Regions from separate parts of the Danio rerio genome. Here region 1 is linked to region 2. A link is a contact called in public Hi-C data. All regions are on one chromosome and are shown on one strand. Each heading gives the region's core, a stretch centred on a gene start, on an enhancer-like site or on the middle of the called end of the contact. The rest is flanking DNA. Distances are from core to core; before and after follow the strand shown.

What was found. A called contact is a pair of places that touch in the nucleus more often than the background predicts.
Region 1: a Hi-C map of sperm shows a contact between it and region 2, with 9 times the contacts expected there. The contact joins the promoter of LOC141378226 here to the promoter of gstk2 in region 2. A contact is called at or near these places in 5 of 18 Hi-C or Micro-C datasets (embryo, gastrula embryo and sperm) and 1 of 4 datasets of contacts at active chromatin or transcription factors (caudal fin).

The regions. Positions count from the first base shown.
Region 1 is chr16:35,175,659-35,178,374 of GRCz12tu, reverse strand. LOC141378226 (glutathione S-transferase kappa 1-like) reads left to right here and starts at 1,297. Exons shown (of 7, transcript XM_073926184.1): 1 at 1,297-1,416; 2 at 1,496-1,561; 3 at 1,968-2,097; 4 at 2,219-2,364. The coding sequence starts at 1,321. All of the region lies in intron 4 of LOC141378227 (a long non-coding RNA gene), which reads right to left. It also overlaps a transcript of gstk1 not described here.
Region 2 is chr16:34,181,943-34,184,811 of GRCz12tu, reverse strand. gstk2 (glutathione S-transferase kappa 2) reads right to left here and starts at 1,473. Exons shown (of 7, transcript NM_001386403.1): 1 at 1,224-1,473; 2 at 1,068-1,149; 3 at 705-818. The coding sequence starts at 1,295. All of the region lies in intron 15 of dgat1b (diacylglycerol O-acyltransferase 1b), which reads left to right.

The DNA.
Region 1 (2,716 bases), core at 48-2,547, 990 kb before region 2:
TTTCCATACCCAGTTTTAAACCATAAATAAAACCATAAACTGTAGGATATTGACATCTTTGGTCAAAGGCTCTAATTGTCCACTCATTTTTTTTTGTCTTTCAGGGGAGAAGTGGTTTGGGCCTCACCCTACCTAGCCCACAGTGTGATGTTGCACCTCCAAACTCCATTTTGAACAACCTCTAAATTTCACTTGCTTTTAAGTCTTAAAAAATTAATGTTTTTGTCCCAAATCAAAAACACAGAGTGTGTTTCATGCACATTAAGTGAGTCAAGAGCCATGGCTGGATATTTGAAGCTTCTAGAGAAAATTGAGGTGCATTGAATTGAGGTAAGGTGCTGAATTATCAGGTTTTTGATGGTGAATTGTTATACTCTCTGGTCAGATTGTGAATTGTAATCCTCTCTGATGGCTAAATGGTTCTTTTAACTAGTCTATGTTAAAATGTGAATGTTAAGTGAGTATAGAGTAGGAGTCCCTAACCTACAGCTCATACGCCACATACGGCCCGTCCTCACATTATGACCGGCATTTTTAACCATGCCAAAGACATTTAAAAATATATATTCATATGTTTTACTCATATCATATATCTATGTGTTAATGAATGTTGGCTTTCAAAACATATTTTGGTAACAGGTTTTGTGAAATTTTGTGTGTGTTAGATATTCGGTGATGCTGGATGAAGTATAAATGAATATTCATGAGTTTTCTGTTTTGTCTTAAAGTGTCTTTGAAATTATTAGTGTGGTCACAATAGCGGTCACAAATAAAAGTTGTTTTTGAATAAGGTAATAGATGTTTTAGCATCATACAATGTTAAGTTTCGTAAAATATTTTTTCATATATGCACAAAATGGTAGAAATTGTGTTGTTGTGGTACGTTTAATAAAGTATTTTATTGAGTACTGAGTTCATTCTCTTCAGATCAGCTTTGAAAAAGGTTGTTTTTAGAGAACAATGAATGAAAATTAAGCTTAGAGTAGAATTGTATATGCATGAATTCATATATTTTATATGGTTTAAATAAGATGTTGATAAGCTCCCTTGAATAAGCTGTCACTAATCTTATTAATACTCACATTTTCTTGAGTGTATTGTTAAAAATCTTATACAAAATAAAGTTTATTTGCAATTAATGACTCGGTGATGATTTTTCATTTCACATCAACAGCTGAAATACGTATTTTATTCTAATAGTAGATGATTTGCAGGTTTTATATGAGCACTAATATTTTTTTTATTAATTATGAAGTGTGTGAATTATGAAAAATGTAAATGATTAACTATTCATAAATTGTAGCCCATAATTATGTGTTTATGCTCATTATGGTTATATTACAGATGTCCAGTTCCAGAAAAGTGGTTGAATTTTTCTACGATGTTGTCTCTCCTTATTCTTGGCTGGCATTTGAGGTCCGTCATTTTATCTTTTTAATTTATTTTTTAATTTTTTGCTTTAAGTGTACCAATATAATTTATTTTCTGTGTTTAGGTGCTGTGTCGCTACAAAAATGTTTGGAACATTGACCTTAAATATAAACCAGCCTTTTTAGGTGGAGTTTTTAAAGGTTCAGGAAATGGATAAAACCATTTTTGCTTTAACATAAATATCCTTCCTTATATCCAAATAAACTAGTTCTTAACACAACAATCAAGTTATAGTGTATTTATTTAAAAATGAGCCTTAAGAGTTGATGGTAATAGAAAATGGATGCAATCTCCTAATTAGAATGCTTTAACCATTCATTCATTCATTTTTTTTTCGGCTTAGTCCCTTTATTAATCTTGGGTCGCCACAGCGGAATGAACCGCCAGCTTTAATAATTAATATGCCACAATTTTACGTGTAATTGTACATCAGATTCCTCTGGCAGCAATTATATTGTAACAGCTACATCATAATTCAGCTGCACATCACCTGTATTTTGCATTTATTAATGAAGAGATGAAAACTTTCAATCAAGTTTTTTTTTTTTTTAGGTAACATTGAACCTGGATCAGTTGATAATAAGCAGCGGTACTTGCTCGCAGATCTGAAACTGATTTCTGAGTACTATGGGGTCCCTCTGAATCCCCCTCCAGTTTTTAACAAAGGTATTTAAATTTGCAGGTTTTTTTTAATGATGATGGTCATGGCCTCAGCTATAATACATATTTTATTTCCTTATATTTTTTTTTTAAATTTTTTCTCTCTCTCCTTCTTTTTTCATCTAAGAAACCTTGCTTGAAATGCGCTTTGTGACTGCTATAGCAGAGAAAAACCAAGAAGAAAATGTGCTATTGGAGAAGGTTTCTAGAGAGCTCTGGAAACGAGCATGGCAAAACAATCTAGACAATACCCAGCCTCCCTCACTCATTGAGGTATACTATACCCAGGATGGAGAAACTAAAACAAACAAACTAATACAAATGACCAAATAGTATTTATTTACATAATGATCTTTCAATTATTACCAGTGTCAGTTAGTTCAGTGTAATTAGCTATTATACTTAAAAACCCTTTTAGCTATTCGACAAAGATTATTAACAACTTTTACTTTTTAAAATGTTTGTATAAATATATGTACTCTTTATTCAAATACAATTCATTTCATTCTTAAAGGATAAAATATAGCCATCACTGAAACAAGACCTAACCAGACACTAGACAGTGTGCATTTTACTATTATTTCCCTTATAGCGAACAAGGCTACTTGCATGAATGAGAATACTT
Region 2 (2,869 bases), core at 224-2,723:
CTCCACACAGAAATGCCAACTGACCAAGCCAAGGCTCAAACCAGCGACCTTCTTGCTATGAGGCGACAGCACTACCTACTTAAGAATAGGACCATCGTCCTACTTGATTAGAGATCAGATGTGTCTGCAGAAGTAGAAATCTGCCACAGACTTTAACAGAGGAGGGTCACGTGACATGTAGGGAATGTAATTGAAAAAGTCCTTCTGGAAAAAATAGATCAATTATAGGTTCTGAATGTCGGTTTTGATTACTTTACAATGAATCGCCAAGCCCTAGTTCATTTATGTAAGTGAAAATAGCAAAATAAAGTCAACTTTGACTTTATATCCAAAATTTCAAACAGTGGACTAAAGCAATATGAAGTGAAGAAACTGCTGCAGTAATTCTGCGAAAAAATATTAGAGATCGGGTTTGTATGAAACTGGTTGACAGCAGAGCCTATATAGCCTGTCATTGAGGCTGAAAGTGAACCAACAAAAGTATTTATAGCTGTGTGCATCTTGTCATACCAACAGTAGTTTGAATTATTTTGGTAGATTGTAAACAAAAATGTTCTGAATTTTGTTCTGACGCACTGAATTAGTCATATTTTATTACTATTTTCGAAATTATAATGAATTGAAAAATGTGCTTGTTTGACTGTACATTCATTTCCATTGTGCCTCATTGGCAACATTTTAAAGAAAAACTGTGGTTTGAATACCTTTCTTACAAGGCGAAGGTGGATTTACAGGGACCCCATAGTACTCAGACATCAGTTTCAGATCTGTGATCATATAATGGAGCTTATTATCGACCATTCCAGGTTCAGTGTTACCTAAAAGCAAAACAAATTGGATTGAACATTTTCATCTTTTCATTATTAAAAGCAAAATACAGGTGACGTGTAGCTGAATTATAGTGTAGCTGTTACAACGTGCTACCAGAAGGGCCTGATTTACAATTAGTACACATAAAACAAATCAACTCTTATCCTGTATTAAGGTCATTTTTTTAAATGAATGACTTGATTTTCAAATTAGATCTAGTCAGGAATTAGCAAAAAAAAAAAAATTCCATCCATAACCTGAACCGTGAAAAACTCCTCCTAAAAATGATGGTTTAAATTTGAGGTCAATGTTCCAAACATTTTTGTAGCGACACAGCACCTAAACACAGAAAATCAGTCATATTGGTACTGATGGCAAGACAAAAAAAAAAAGACAAAAATAAAATGACAGACCTCAAATGCCAGCCAGGAATAAGGAGAAACGACATCATAGAACAATTCAACCACTTTTCTGGAACTGGACATCTGTAATATAACCACAATGAACATAATTCATTCATTTTCATTTCGGCTTAGTTCCTTTATTAATCTGGGGTCGCCATAGAGGAATGAACTGCCAACTTATCTAGCATATGTTTTACACAGCGGATGGCGATCTTAGTTCAAGTTCAGCCATGATGCCACATAAATAAACAAATTATAAATTATAAATTAAAAAAAAAATTATTAAATAAAAATAAATGGCTAACATTGCTGTATTACTTTATTAATTAGCATACTGTAAAATGAAATACAGCACTTTACCATATTTTTTTTTACCAAGTTGAAGCAAAGTATTGCACTAATTACAGTTATTTTTAGATCATACTGTACATTTTTAGATAAAAGTTTATTTTGCCTCATAATTAATAATAATATTATTTATAGTGCTAATCTAAGACCTGTGAAATATACAAGTGCATCTATAAACTACTTATTTTAGCTGCTGATGTGTAATAGAAAAAGAACACTGAATCACAAACAAAACATATATCAATTGTTATCATGACCTAAACAGGTGAATACAAGCTTACTACACATACTAGAATAAAGCAGGCTAAACATATGAAGATGGGTGGGGCTTGGTGAGGAAGGAAGAGAATGGAGTTAGGGAATAGTCTGTAGTCTCATTCAGAACGTCCATAATGACGCTCTAAACGGGGTGGAGTAACCAGTTCTTTAGAGAAAAACCCCATCATTTTTTGTGCAAATTACAAACAATCCAATATTAGTTTGGGTAAAATCATTCACTCGTTTTTTCATATTAAATGAAATTTAATAATTGAATATATATATATATATATATATATATATATATATATATATATATATATATATATATATATATATATATATATATATATATGTATTAAGAAATGAAAAACAATGCTACTTATTAATAATAGTAATTTAATTTTATTAAAATATAATATAATAAACATAGGTTACCTAAAGCTTTCGTCATAACCCACAACTGCATTAAAAATGGCACATATTGTTTTCAAAGTGCACTGTGAAGGGAGCGCAATTGTCAATATGAAGTTTGCTAAAACTGAACTGTAAAAAGACTTTAGAAGCAAATTACGCCTAAGAGAGATCACTTTAATGTTTTTTTTTTTTTTTTTATCATTCCAAGTTTAAATGTTGGAACGTTCAAAAGGAATAGGACATAGGTGGGATAACAGGGAATAGAACACAACCAGGAACTATGCTTCTAACTTCTAAAAGTTTGCGATGCAATTTGCAAATGTTCATTGAAACGATGGATTTGGGAAACGCCAAAGGCCCTTAGGTGGAAACAGGGCAGCAGCACTTCTTATAATTCTGCAGGAAATGATAAGCACTATTCAGTCATAATAACATCATAACAAAGCATAATTAAGTGTAACATAATAGATAGCTAAACTGCACTTAATGTAAATTGGGAACCTATCGATGATTATCATTACCTGAAGGCCTAAATCATTGGCAAAAATGTATTTATTATAAAGCTTATTAATATAAAATATTTTTCTTAGTATTTCTACAACAGGAGAGTGCAAACATTTCTCACTTAGTTA